Regions from separate parts of the Mus musculus genome. Here region 2 is linked to region 1. The links are chromatin contacts, called in public Hi-C maps. All regions are on one chromosome and are shown on one strand. Each heading gives the region's core, a stretch centred on a gene start, on an enhancer-like site or on the middle of the called end of the contact. The rest is flanking DNA. Distances are from core to core; before and after follow the strand shown. Region 1 has its middle 54 kb from the start of Zfp365. Region 2 holds the start of 4930543I11Rik (a long non-coding RNA gene).

What was found. Hi-C and Micro-C count contacts between places; a contact is called where the count stands out from the background.
Region 2: a contact with region 1 is called in a Hi-C map of 3T3-L1-derived adipocytes, with 6 times the contacts expected there. The contact joins the promoter of 4930543I11Rik here to the enhancer-like site in region 1. A contact is called at or near these places in 1 of 15 datasets of contacts at CTCF or cohesin (the NIH/3T3 cell line), 15 of 484 Hi-C or Micro-C datasets (3T3-L1-derived adipocytes, B cells, the C2C12 cell line and 10 more) and 1 of 115 datasets of contacts at active chromatin or transcription factors (heart atrium).

The regions. Positions count from the first base shown.
Region 1 is chr10:67,854,800-67,861,924 of GRCm38.p6, forward strand. No RefSeq gene overlaps it. Among named protein-coding and RNA genes, the nearest start is that of Zfp365, 54 kb to the right of the region's middle. Within about 2 kb of position 2,907, at least 20 of the 459 cell types and tissues checked have an H3K27ac peak or open chromatin away from gene starts, as enhancers often do. A contact at or near this core is called in 3T3-L1-derived adipocytes and brown adipocytes, where this site is marked.
Region 2 is chr10:67,781,412-67,788,993 of GRCm38.p6, forward strand. It overlaps 4930543I11Rik (a long non-coding RNA gene), which reads left to right and starts at 4,332. Exons shown (of 3, transcript XR_380531.4): 1 at 4,332-5,451; 2 at 6,877-7,095; 3 at 7,306-7,422. Gm51769 (a long non-coding RNA gene) reads right to left here. Exons shown (of 3, transcript XR_003948899.1): 3 at 7,396-7,445.

The DNA.
Region 1 (7,125 bases), core at 1,657-4,156:
CACCTCTGGACTTGAAACCTTATCCAGCAAGGTAACTCCTTGCAAAAAGAATCAAATCTGGGTCTCTAAGACTGAGGGACAGGAGCCTAGGAGATAGGCGGCATCTGGGACAGTCTCCCTGGAAAGGCTTGATGTCCAGTTGCAGTATATCCAAGAGAAGAAGCAATCTGAAGGGCGCTGTACTCATGAAGGGGTCTGGCAGCTTTTCTCTGCTCTCTGCGGAATGCCTTTACTAATTCTGTGGTTTCAAAGGACAGGACTGAAACCAGTCATCAGAGAAAAACTACTTGTCCCAGACAGCGAAAACGAGCATTAATCCCTCTGTTGCCCCATGGCCGGGCTCAATGCTTGCTACTGGGACACCCAAGACATTTGTCTAACAATTAGTAATGGGGTAATGCTGACCATTTTCAGGGTACCAGCCCTTAATAGCATGTCCAAGAAGCCAGAAGTTGGAATTCTCTTGATCACAAAAGGGAAGTTACTTCTGTGTAGCAGACAACATTGAATCTGCTCTATGTATGTGGGGTGAGATGGGGTGAGGTGCTGTTCTAGATCTGGTGTTACTCAGATAGACACTAGTCTTGGTTGAGGGGGAGATGGTTGGGGGAAAGAGGAAGTTAGGAGCTGAGGAGCTGGGAGCCAGCTTTCGTGAGGCAAAAGGTATTTCTGGAAGATTGTACCTAAGGAAAGCGCCAATGGGATTACTTAGATGTTGAATTTTTAAGCAGCAAAACAAAATCAATTGCTTCAAGCTTCTATAGGTAGTAGGTAAGAAAACAGATCCGTCTTTTCAGTCCTGGCAATGTTAAGGTATGCCTGTGATCACACCATCCACCGCCATGCGAACACCTTTAAACATCCCCTGGATTCCACAGTTAATTAAAGAGCGCAGTCCTATTGCTCATTTCATCTGGTCTATAGCTATGAGTCAATGTATGGAGTTTACACGCCAGCTTGGGTTAATCTTCGAGCCTTCATTTTAGCAGGGAAAATTTTCCAGTTTCTCTTCCTGCTTGGGGTCCTAGCTCTTTAAATTCTATCCTTATTGGCAAGCTGTTGTCATGGAGAAAAATAACGTTAAGTAGCTCTTTGGAAGGCTTTGAGATGCTGTTCCTTGCTATTTAAAGATACCCAGTAAAGCAAAAAGCACACACCACTTCCATATAAGGCTCTGCCACTCCAAGGCTAGAGTGTCCCTGGGGCTTGGTTCTGTGTTCTCATAGCAGTGTAAGGCTTGCCCCCATGCGTCTGAGAATCCTATTTACTAAGTATGTCTATCCAGCCCGGGAAGGCAAGAGAAATATGGGGGTGAGGGAGCACTCTGTCATCTGGACGAGCCCACTGGGCTCCATGGTGATGCTGAAGCAAAGCCTAGCTCAGTCTTAGACTGATCTGCTTCTCCCCTCACCTGGAAGGCTGGCTGCCATGTGTCTTTAAACTAAGTGGATAATAATCCATTTCCTTGTGACCTAGTCATCAAACCTTTAAACTTTCTCCCGTTCTATTTGCAAGCAATTTGCAGGACACACAAAGTACACTTAGCCTCTGGCTGACACCAGACATGGGCATATAATAAGAGAAGACAGAGGAAGCAGGTGGGCTTCCAGCAAGATGGAGAATGGGTGATTCTTAACTATGGCTGACCAAGCTTAGAAAGGAACTGCTTTTAAAACTTACAAACCCCAAGCTATTGTGCCTGGCTCAGAAACTCTAAGAAGAGGCTCTAAGAAGTGGCAAGACTTTGTGCTATGGACAAGACTAGACTCTATAGGACCTCTAACATCTTTGTTTTCTCATCTGTACAATGGGAAGAGAGTACAGAGGGCACTTGACCAACTTCTCTACTGGTTTGGCTACTTAAAGTATATGTGTGTGTGTGTGTATGTGTGTGTGTGTGTGTGTGTGTGTGTGTGTGTGTGTGTGTATGTGTGTGTGTGATTTAGATAACAACAAACACACAAAGTCAGAGAACTTGGACAATGTGGGAGCAAAGAAATCACAATGGATATGGAATGAAACGAAGCAGTATTAGTAGCAGTACCTTCTTATTGGAGTTGTCGTCATGATGGTATAAGACAGAGTAAGCAGAGCAATGAGCACAGCTCAATGATTACAACAAGAACAATTTTCCCTATGGGTGGTGTCTTTGTTACTTTTCCCATTGCTGGGACAGAACATCCCGAGTAAAGCAACTTAAGGAAGGGAGGGTTTATTTTGGCGCATAGTTCCAAGATGTAGTTCATCCGGATGGAAAAGGTATGTGGCAGAAGCCGGAGGCATCCACAGTCATAAGGAAGAGAGTGATGAATGCTGGCTTTCTCCTTTGTATGTAATCCAGGACGCAGACCTATGGAATGATGCCACCCACGGTGGGCGGATCCTTCCACCCCAGTTAACCTGATATAGAAAATCCCTCACAGATGTGTCTAAGGTTTTGTCTGCCAGGTGCTTCGAGATGTCATCCCATTGACAATAGAGATTAGCTATCCCAGGTGTCAAGGAGATGGAGGAATTCTCTCTGGGGCAGAGCTTTGAGCCGGTGTGCACAAGTTGTGAGGGGTATGACGTGTTGGGTGCCGAGGGAGCAACTGGCTTGCTTGTTGGGAAAACAGAGATAAGTCTGATTTGCTGTGTTTGCTATGATGAGGTCAGACTATTCAATGGTGTTGTGCAAATTCTTGAGCTTCTTGCAGCCAAACAGATCACTTCCTAGGTATAGCATGCTGGTAAGATGTTCGTCCAACTCTAGTTACTGTAGCCAGCGTTTTCCTCCTTCCTACACAGAGAATCCATCTGTGTCCCAGTACAGAGTCAGTCTGCCTTTGCCACAGAGGGTCGGACACAGCCTAGCTGATCTCTGCAAAAAAGGCGAGCACATTTCTTCATGGAATTGGGGCTGCTGCCAGTATGAGACGACTCAGCCTTGCCTTTGTGTCAAAGGAGCCAGGTTCCTGCCAAGAAGAGACTCTGGGAGCAATCTGTGCCCAGAGAAGACAAGGGACATGCAAGTGTAGAAAGCCAGCTAAATCTTTATTAACTTGTAAAACAATCCATGATGCCAAGGTCTTGGGAAGGGGCATACACAGAGAGCATCAGAGAAAAGTAGCCAGAGATACTCCAAGGGTTGGAACCCGAACTGATTTGCCTTTGTGTCTAAGTACCCAAACCTTTTAGGATAAACATTAGTCTTGGTTTCTGTTTAGTTACTTGATACCAGTCAGTTTTTAAAAGGTTTGTCTTCTTTATTATCCAAGAAAATATTTTCCCTACTTAAGATTATTTTTTCTTTTTATTAAAGTGAAACAGCTTGTTTCCTCAAAGAAATGTGTTTGCGTAAAAAGGCATGATGTCAGAGACTGAATCACGGATATTATTTTCCACCTAACATATATGAAATGTAGGCTTTGCAAGGTACAAGGCAGAAGTTCAGAAGTATATAGAACTGTGGATTCCTGGGCACTTGAAAAGGTTCAGACTCATCGTCTTGGAGCAGGGACTGGGAACCTGGTTTTAGCAGAGGTCTTATCCTTGTGCAAGCTTCAGTCCACGCTTAGAATCCCTAGTATCCATGAGTAAAGCAACGTTTCTATCCCAAGGGATCCACAATTCTCTGCATCCTAACTGTGGAGAAGCTGGGTGTACTTCCCGACTTCCGACTTCCGACTTCCTGCTTCCTGCTTCCTGCTTCCTCTCTCCTCCCTCGTATTTATGAGTCGTGTATACAGTCTGTGCGAGACGCTTAACTGACAGGTAGACACACGAAAAGGAAGATGTCTGCCCTCTGAGAACATGTCCGTGGAGATCATCACCATCACTGAAGGTAGCTGAAGGTCACCTCTGGTGGATGTGCATTCTGTGCGACGGAGCCAGGTCTCTTCAGGTCCCCATCTGGATTCCACTGTCCTCTAGATCAGTCAATGAGTTTAGTTACAAGAATTCCTTTTGGTGGGGGACACAAAAGGGAGACAGAGACAGAGAGACAGAGAGCACTTTTCTAACAACACAGGACAGAGTTCTGAAGGGTCAAAATTCAAAATGAGACACCGTTTTCGATCCACTGTAATATCTATATTGAGTTGGATAAAACATACTCAGGTTTCAGGACAGTAGATGAACTTATCAATGGCAAAAATAATAAAAGCATTAAGTAAATGGCATGAGCTGTAAGAAGCGGGAACATGGCTGTTCAAGCTCATTCAAAGTGCATCAATGGAAGTAGCCAGGAGAGATGAAATTGCTTGAGCCGATTCATTGTCGGCCCACGCCCTCTAGTGGTGAAAAGGAGACTTACCACGGCTCTGCATTGAGGGCATTTCCAAAGTAAGCAAAGTCAAGTGCTATATAAGCTTTCTATGGCTCCTAATCCCACAAGCTGTGCACAGAACACGCTGCTACATGTACATACTAACAAACACACATGATGAATGCTAGCCTACAAATACCCACAAATGCACACGTCGTAATCTAACCACATACTAACATCGAACAAGCCCATACTAACACATACACATGAACACACATAGGAACATACTAACAAGAAGGAACACACATACTAAAATTCAAAGAACACACCCATACTAACACATGCTAACATACAACACCTGTTCACACACTAACATACACACAAATACACTCATTAATTAAAAACATGCTAATATACATAATAACACTAACATGCCCACACATATAACACTAACATGCATACTAATCACTTATTAATACATATGCATATTAACATGCACAACACACCCATACATGCACAGACACACAGTAGCACAAAGGCAAAAATATACTAACAGACACAATAACAAATACTTGGATACCAATATACTACTGTGTACTAACCACACACCAAGAAACATACATACTAGTACACACATACACTAACATATATGCTAACATATGTACCATACTAACACCAATCTACACCAATCCATACATCAAACATAAATACATGCATATTAGCACATATACATTGGCACATAAGTATGCAAATTTAGAAGAAAATGATTTACGAGTTATCCTTGGGTAATATGGCAACCTGTTAACTTTCTATAATATACAGTTAGAGCAAAATAACTCCCTCTTGATATGTGTCTGTCACCACAACTGTTCCCAGAATCCTTTACTTAAAAGCAAAAGGAAGGTGGGGTGGCACATATCTTCAACCTCAGCACTCAGGAGGAAGAGGCAGGTGGATCTCTGTGAGTTTGAAGCCAGCCTGGTCTACAGATCGAGTCTAGGACAGCCAGGGCTACATAAAGAACTCTGCCCCATACTTGAAAAGCCAAAACCCCAAACCCACCCCGCCCCCAAAAGGAAGAAGGTAGCATGGGTCTCCTTTAGAAGAACCAAATTTTCTGTTTACATTTTCACATTTACTTTATGCCAGGAAGAGGATTTACAGAGGGCAAGAAAAGCAGGGTGTCGTAGCTCAACTCTTTAAGATAAAGTCAACAAGCTGCTTCCTAAAGCAATTGAGCTTGGTGCCTTATGCTTTGAGGCTGAGGCAGGGGGATAGATAGAACTTTGAGGCCAGTGTGGGCCATGTAAGTGAGTCCCAGTTCAGCTTAGAGTACAGTGTGAGACCCTGTCTCCAAACAATTAAAGAAAGAAAGAAATGTAGGGGCAGGGGATGGGGCTTGTGGAGGAGAGTGTCCACCTGGCATGGGCTTTATCCTCAGCACCTCCTAATATTTGGTACAGAGGTGCACATCTGCAGTCCCAGCACTTGACAGGGAGCAGCAAAAGGGCAGGATCTGTGCTCATACACACAGCTGCACAGGCCCACTCAAGGGCAGCCTCAATTACATAGTAAACCCAGGGCCTCGGCTAGGCGAAACATTGTCTCTAATAAATAGATTAAACAAATGTATTTTAAAGTAGTTATATTCAGCGGAACTGCTCTTCATAATTTATCAGTTGTAAAATGACCTCAGCCATATTTCCTTATCTCTATCTATCTTGCTCCACCCCCAAACCCGATGTATACTCAAGTTTTCCCCTATGGGTACAGATTGTAGAAAGATGTAAATAGGAACAACTTTTGACATCACCGAGAGCAGAGATGGTGTTTTCTCACCTGTGCAGGTACCTGCAGCATTCGGCTCTCCTGCTCTGAGAGCTAACAGCAATGGAGCAATGGAGCAATGGAGTAAGAGGCTTCCAGGAAGAGGTTTCCCTGTGTGCCGGACCCCTTTGCAATGCCATGTGCTCACCCATGTCATCTTTTAAGGGCTAATTATACACCTTGTGTAGAACTGTGGGTGTGACTCTCCTGACCATGTTACAGATAAGCCTGCCGACAGAAATGAGATTCTTGACACAAAGTTACCAACTCTGAAACGAGATCTCACCAACTCCTAGTTGGCTCTCTCTTTAGCATTTGCTTTGCCAGCTAATTGGGTCTGGGTCACGATAGTCAGGGTATTAGTCATGGCAACGGTGTGGATCATTGAAGGCCTGGAAAGAGATTCAAGGAATGCTAATCTCCTACCAAACACTAATTTCTTTGTGAAAATCCTTTTTGCCTTGAAGTACTGAAGTGACACCGTGAATGACTAAGGTCTTATAGGTCATCAAAATTGTCCTTACTAATTAACATTTTTATGTATTATTACCAATAATCTGGACACGCCATTTAACTTTCTTGTGGAATTAAATTTCAACAATCGCCATTTGTGTCTGTTGTTTTTCCTCCTAAATATGAAGAATGGGACTCTGGGTTCCATAAGTAAACTGCCTAATGCTCAGTTATGGGGACCTGAGCTTGGGTGCCCAGAGCCCATATGTCCTAGCTAACTTTAACTGTTACTTGTCCCAGCAGGGAAGGAAGTCTCGACTGAGTGATATCCCTTATCATACTGGCCTGTGGGGGATTGTCTTGGTTGTTAATTGATGTAGGAGGGTCCAGTCCACTGTGGGTGGCACCATCCTCTGTGCAGATGGTTCTGAGCTGTATTAGAAGTCTAGCTTATGGTAGAGATGGACCTGAAAGCCGGCCAGGAAGCAGCATTCCTTCATGGTTTCTGCCCAGTGATACCCTGTGGCTAACGGCCCCTTTCTCTCCCCTGAGTTGCTTTTGGCCACAGTGTTGTCATAGGAACAGAAAGGAAATTAAAG
Region 2 (7,582 bases), core at 3,082-5,581, 72 kb before region 1:
GGACTTACCTCTGTTTCATGTAAAACTGTCAAATTTATGTGGGAGAGTTGCTTAGGGTGTTTCCTTATCTTGCTAGCATCTTTTCAAGTTTTAAAATATTAATGATGTCTCTTCTCTTTCTAGAATCCTGTTTTCTCTCTCTTTCTCTCTCTCTCTTTCTCCCTCCCTCCCTCCCTCCCTCCCTCCCTCCCTCCCTCCCTCCCTCCCTCCCTCCCTCCCTCCCTCTCTCCTTCCCTTCCTCTTCTCCCGGCTTACTGAACTCAGTGTTGTTTACTGGAGAACCAACATTTTGTCTTATGAATATTCTTTCTCATTCATTGTATCTTCCTTCTACTTGCTCTGGGCTCAGTTTTCCTCCTTTCTCTACTTCCATAAGGTGGAGTTTAAGCTGTTTATTTTTCCATTTTTCTTCGGCTCTAGTGAGAGTATTTATCGCTATTGATTTACTTTTATTTAAAGTTTATGGATATTTTTGCCTATGTCTATGCATGTGGCCCCTTGTGCACGCAGTACCCGAGGAGGCCAGAAAAAGGTGTGAGAGTACCTGGAACAGGAGTGACAGGTGAACACTGGGGACAGACCTCAGATCTGCTGTAAGAGCAGTAAATGCTTGTAACCTCTGAGCCATCTCTCCAACCCCTCAACTGATTTTTTAAAAAGCCATTATGATTTAATATCATTATCAGTTTTATTAACTGTACCACCATAGGATAGCTTTCTACTTGCTCTGTTCTTGGTGCTTGCCTCATTGCCTCTTGTTCCCCCTAGCTCCCCCTCCCTTGCCTTCTCTGGAAGACTTACCAGGACTTCCTTTTAATTTGCCTAAGGAGCAAGTGGCCATTACCTCTCCATAAAAGCGTTTTTATGATTTCTTCGGGGATTAAAATACACTCAACTTTTTCAGTCTAATTAGAAATTACAATCACCCCTCTAAGAGGAACATAGAAGACATGCTGGGCATGCGGCAGACCCTTAGCTCCGGCCTCGCCATGGCAGTCAGCCTTTATGTTGCAAACACTGAACACTTACAGGGACTGCCGTAAGTTTTAAATTCAACTGTGTTCATATCTTAAAGAACCAAATGCTCGCTGTTTCCATTCTTAATTGCACCAGACTCCCCTCTGATGACACATTTCTTCTTTGGAAAAAAAAATTTTTTTCTAGCATTGGAGTGAGGAACACAGATGGGAACCGGTATTTAAGACCAAAGTCACAGTTGATGTCAATAAGATACCACAACTGTGCAAACAAACAAACAAACAAACAAACAAAAGCATACCACAGTCTCGATTCAAACAGTGAAATAGAACCCCAGTTGTTAAAGCAGATCTTCTGAAAGATCAAATTCAGTTTTCTTACATGAAGAACTGTTAGTTCATTCGTGATGGGCAGATATGTGCTGGGCGTAGAATACATTCCATTGGCTATGAGTCCAGGCTTAACTGTCCATTCCTTGAGGATTTTGGACTGGCATATCACTCCCTCCCAGCTCCTGTGGCCCCAGTGAGCTATCCTTGCTCATCCGAGCTCTCATGAGGCATGTCATTTTTCCCTGGTCGCTGTCAGGACTATTCTTTGTCTTTAGTTTTTTATTTCATTTAATTATCTTGTATTTTTGACATGGATTTCTTTCCTTGTTTATTCTGTTTGGGGTTCACTAAGTTTCTCGAAATAATAAAATATGTCTGAGGACCACATTTGGGGCAAGCCATATTTTTTATCTCTGCATAATTTCTGCTGGGCTCTTTTTTGCTGTCTTCCTGGAGGTCTGAGGACTTGAACGGACGTTGGAGCTTTTTCTATGTCAAGTTCTTTGAGGCTTTATTCATTTATACAATTGTGTTGTTTCTGGCTGATGACATGATTTCCAGCATCAATGTATTCTTAAAAGGAATTAGTTTACTAATTCCTTTGCCATAGTCCCAGGGTGGGGCTCAAGAGATGACTCTGTGGCCAAAAACACAGGCTTCACAAGCCTGATTGATCTGGGTTCAATCCCTAGAAGCTACTTAAAGGTGGGCAAATGCCACAAAGCTGTCCCCTGGCCTCCACGTGTATGCCCTGCATAATAATAAATAATGGTAATTAAAAATATGAACTCTAATAGTTGACCCAGAATTAGTAGTGGCAGAGGAGGAGCAGAATTTTCTCCACTCTCTCTGAACGGTGGAAAATTCCTTTTCTAGACTCAAGAGGCAGAAATCTGGAGTTTCTTCTGGACCCCTTCCTGATCCAGCTGGTGTGCACTTCCTGTTTGTGGCTGTGCAAATCCATATCTGTAGCTGTCTTTTGGCCCATGCTGATGGCACTTGCAGGGAAGCATCTAACCCAGGTCCTCACTAGCAAGCTGATGGTAACAGGATGGACTTGCTGATAAGAAAACCTCCCTCGAGATAGAACGCATGGCTTCAGGCACTCGGGAGAACTGTTCCCTTGAGCTGTCCACCAACAGGACTTTTCACAATCCTTTCAGGCACAAACATGACAAGCTCTCTGGCTACCGAGGATGTACGCTCAGGGCTCAGTGTCCATGAGGATCAAATCACAATTGAAGGGTGATGTGTATGTGTGATGTTGGGCACTTTCCTCCTTTAATATTGTTTGGCTCTCTTCATCTTCTTCCTTCCTTGGTGCTTTGGTAAGAAATGTCCCAAATAGTCAGTTGGTAAAGTGTTTTCTGCCTCAGTATAAGGCCCTGAGTTCAGACCCCCAAGACCCATGTAAAAATATGTGGGGCAAGATGGCTGCATTTATCAACCTAACTGTGACAAGGGTACAGGAACACTCCTGGAGCTTTCTGATCAGATCATTTCACCAAATTGATGAGCTCCAGGTACAGTGGCAGACCCTGTCCTAAAGAATCAAGATGGAGAACTGTGGAAAAAGACATCCAGTATTCATCCCTGGACACTACATGTCTACACCACATGTGCACACACATGAACAGGTACACATACACAAGCAACAGACACACACCTCTCTACACACACACAGAGGGAGAAGAAAAGTCAGAAGTAGACTAAATAAATCAGTGTTGTCTGTTTCACCTAAGAGTGATCCATCTGTTGCCTTCAGCCTCAAGGTGTCTTGTGGAAAATGAGGTTCTGGGTATGAAGTTCAAGACCTTGCCCAGGCTCTTTCAAGACAGAGAGCACTCTACCGCCAAGCTCCATCTCCATCCCTCGAATTCCTTAAAGTATCATTTTGCAAACACTTAAAACCTCAGGTCATACATTAAGAATACATTCCATCATCATAATTTCATGAAGATACCTTGAGAGACTCCAGTATCATCATATCACAGATGAAAATACAGATTGGGGGTGTTGTAGTTTATGTGAACCTTCAGGAATACTACGGTAAGCAAAATGGTGGGAGCCCTGCCCCCGAGGACGCCCTCATGCTGAAACCTGTGCATGTTTAATGCAAAAGGACTTTGGAGGGTGTTATTAATGGCAAAGTGTAAGGTGTTCTGGGTTATCCAAGTAAGTTCAAGATAATCACAGGGCTCTTTTCAGAAGGAAAAAGGAGGGCGAGAGCCAGTGTAAGAGGCAATACTACAGACTCACAGTCAGAGATCTGGAGGCTACATTGTTTTGGAAATATATACCATTGTCCAAGCTATACTTAAACCTCTATAAGCTGGGAGAGATGAGAAACAGGCATTTCTTCCAACATGAAGAAAGACACAGTACCTTCCTGCACCCCCAGTACCTTCATTTGAGCATGCTATGACCTGTTTTGGATTTCTGTGCCCCAGAGCTGAAGACACTAAATTTGCATTGTTTTACAGGTGATGCAGGGCTGACTAAGGCCAAAGGATGGTAGGTGTAATCCTGATCAGGAGAGGAGAGCAATTAAGACAGGTGAAATGGTGAGAAATGATGTTTCCATGGCCTCCTTTTTCTCAGACCAATATCCTGTTAACTGTTGCTCTGATCGCTCCTCTTTTTCTTAAGCAACAATCATCTCCCCATTAGAATTCCATAGACACAGGAATGAAGTCATTTTACTGCACGTTTATTTAATCATTGAAGGTGTGTGTAAGGAAGTGGGCAAGTGGAACTCAGAGGTCAGTTTTCTCCTCCCATCTTGTGAGTCTTTGAGAAGTGAACTCATTAGTGTTGACATCAAGTGTCTTTACCCACTGGGCCATCCTGCCAGCCTCCATTAGTCCTTCTTAATCATGGAATTCTGGCTTCTACCCCATTTAATGGGACTACTTGACAGTGTGCTGCATAGTAACTCTCTTAGTCACAGGTTGCTCTGACTGTTACTTAGGAACACCATGGAATCGTACCCACTGGAAGTACTCCAAGCTCCAAACTCCAAATTCTGAGTCATCTGCTTGGGTTATAAAGTCAACAGTCACAGACTGGCCTTGCATCACTGGACCCAAACCTTTGACCTAACTTTCCCGTCTAAGGTGAAGAGAAAATGACAAAGCAGTTAGCTTTAACCCAGCTTATCTGTTTGGCATTGCTGCAAGAGAGCACTTGAGACTTGGTTACTTAACATAAAGAGAACAGCACTTGGCTCAGAGCTCCAGGAGTCCGAGACATACACGACTGAAGTGTCCCTTCAAGCTAGGTCCTTCTGCTTTTTAAAACATTGCAGGATACAATACATCATGAGAGGACACACCTAAGAGAGGAGGAGAACTAAGCCTGGTTCGTAACAAACCCACTGTCATGCTAACGAATCCACTCCCAGGATGGCGAGTCTACTTGTGAGCAAAGAATCCTTATGACCTGGCTATCGGTTAGCCACTTGGTGAAGATCCTGCCAACTAAAATCTAACAGGGAAGCTTAAGATTCCAGTAAAGAGCAGGGAGTAGAGTGTTTCTGAACAGCACAGAGCTATGAGGCAGAGGTACCTATCAACAGAATTAGAGAGCGATCCAGGCAGACACTAGAAGATAAACTCGTTTATCTTCTCACATCTGCCAAGTCATGAAGGGCAGCTGTGTGGCATATCTTCTGTCCAACTTGCTTCCCAATGGCTCGTTCTGCCTTGAGTATAGCAGCTATAAGAGATGGGGGCAATGGTGGAACTAGAGGAAACTCCAAGTGCGAGTGGTTCTATTGGCATTAAGAAAGTGACACCAGATTTTTCTTCATACAGAGGACAGTGGGTCACCAAGTGCTGTAGACCCAGTGAGAAGATCACTGTTGACTCCATAGGAATTCTCGACATGGCTTCTACCTTTTGAGTGTGCAATGCTTTTTGTGTTAAATCATCTTTTTTTCCTACTTTAGGAAATAGAACCAGATTATAACTCACTCCACAGAATTCATATTGCTTCTGCTTGCACCCCCCCCCCTTGCACTTTTAGCATTAAAACTCCTAGGAATTAGGACACAACTCTTCCTGACCCAAATATGAGTGGTTTGGTTTCTGACAGTGGACAGAAGTTTAACAGGAAGAGGACGAGCAAAAACAGAAGGCAGGTTGGTTCCAAGAAGAAAGGCTTAATGAACGGGGTGCTCTTAGAACTGACTTTCAATGTGACAAGGATTTTCTTCAAGCTCCTCCCCCCACTTCAATGCCCCCATCACTCTTGATTCTCTCTGTGCCTTTAGTTTGCATTACTGTACAGCGTTTACAGTGTGCCATGCCCACTCTACATATTTTATGTAAAGATAGCCCCTAACTTAATAATGGGTAGGCCCACAATTTTCCCACTTCCCGAAGGAAGAGAAACACTACATCATTAAGCTATGACTTCTGCTTTTTCATGTAAAAGACACATTTTCAATTTAGAAGCTTGATAGGAAGAGAGCCCCCATTTTAACCTGGGGTATGAAGCCATAAATAATCCCATAGAATGTATACTGTTATTTTGCATGTTTTAAAAGTTATTACACCATACCACACTGGTCACAATGTCAAGTTAAAGGTAAAGTCACCATTGCAACCCTGGCATTCTGGCTTCAGGTTGTGTGCCCTTGACTACCATACTGTGGCTCTATGGGGACTTGAGGTAAGGATCCGGGGAGATTGTCACATCTATGTCCCTTCAAGGTTAGATTCATTTCACGTGTTAGTAATTTCAGCTCTTTTGGTAATTTCCTCTCTTCTCAGAGGTGTCTTGCCATACATATGTGTTTATCTGAGTTCTGCTTTTAGAGTGGGTGAGGTACAGAACTAGAACATGGAGCCTTGTGTGTTATAAGCAAGCACCCCACCCCCAAACTACATCTCAGCCCAGAAGACCCTACCACTTTTGTTTGTTTGAGACAGGGTTTCTATGTGTATGTAGCCCTGGCTGTCTTGGAACTTGCTCTATAGACCAGGCTGACTTGGATATCTGCTTGCCTCTACCTCTGCCTCCCAGGTGCTGAGATTAAAAATGTGCACCACCACTGCCCGGCAAGACCCCACTCTTAGAAAAGCAACATTGCTAATGTGCACATCATCTCTCATGTTCTCTCTCCCTTCCTTTCACCACCAAACCTCCTAGAAAATTACTCTGCCCTCTTTCTGTCCTGGTCACCGGATTGCTCTGCAATCTGGCCTGCTTCAGATCTCTACCATAGTTACAGCTTCACGATCAACCTCAACTGTGATTTTCAGCTGTTCTTTTGCCTCTTCCTCCGTGGCATTTGACTATGAGCCAGGACTCCTTTGAAATCCCCACCCCTTTGACAATATGACATATCACTCTCCTTTCCCATGGTCCTTGCCCCCTTACAACTCTATGTCATCTCCTGGGATTGATAACCTCATGATATGTGTTCCCTTGCCCACAAGTGGGAATGTTACAAGAGCCTGTCTTTGGCTGTTTCTTCTTCTTTGCTTTGCCTGCTACCCTAGATGATCTTGCCTCCACCCACAACTTAAATTATTACCTCTCTTTTTATCTTTGTTTCCAGGGCCAGCCCCCCTCTGACATCTAGCCCGGCATTCCATCCTCCAGCTGAACATCTTGAGCTGGACTGTCTCCATTTGGACAAGGAAAACTGCCTCTCTTCACTCGCACATGGAAAGGAGGGCTCAGTCAGTGTTAGCTGAGGACCAGAGAAGCATGTACTTCCAGCATCAACACGGTGGTAACCGGTTTGCGAGAACTATCGGTTCTGATAGCTCAGGAGGTGTGTGTGTATGGGGGGAGGAACTCGTGGGGAATATGAAGTGTAAACACAAATCAGCTGGAGCAAGGAAACACACCTCATATTTTACATCAGCTGTCCAGTGACTAACCACGGACGTGTTTTCTCAAACTGCTGAACTAGTCAGTTTTCCCTTGCCGATGGTTTCAAAAGAGACGCTGTAATTTATCTTTTCTTTTTTTCATTTCACAGTCTTCTAGATTGTCGCTTGGGGATCCCCTGGGACCTCGATAGATGAACATGTAGCCTGCTCCTCCCTTTCAAACAAGATAGTTAGCATCTGTTTTCTCTCATTTGATTCAAAGCCTGGGTAGTGGGTCACAACCTTTACTCTGGCAAAACAAACAAACAAAAAAGGAGTTAGTTGGAAACTACCTGAAAGGAAGAAAGAAAGAGAGAGAGAGAGAGAGAGAGAGAGAGAGAGAGAGAGAGAGAGAGAGAGAAAGAGAAAGGAAGAAAAAAAACCCTG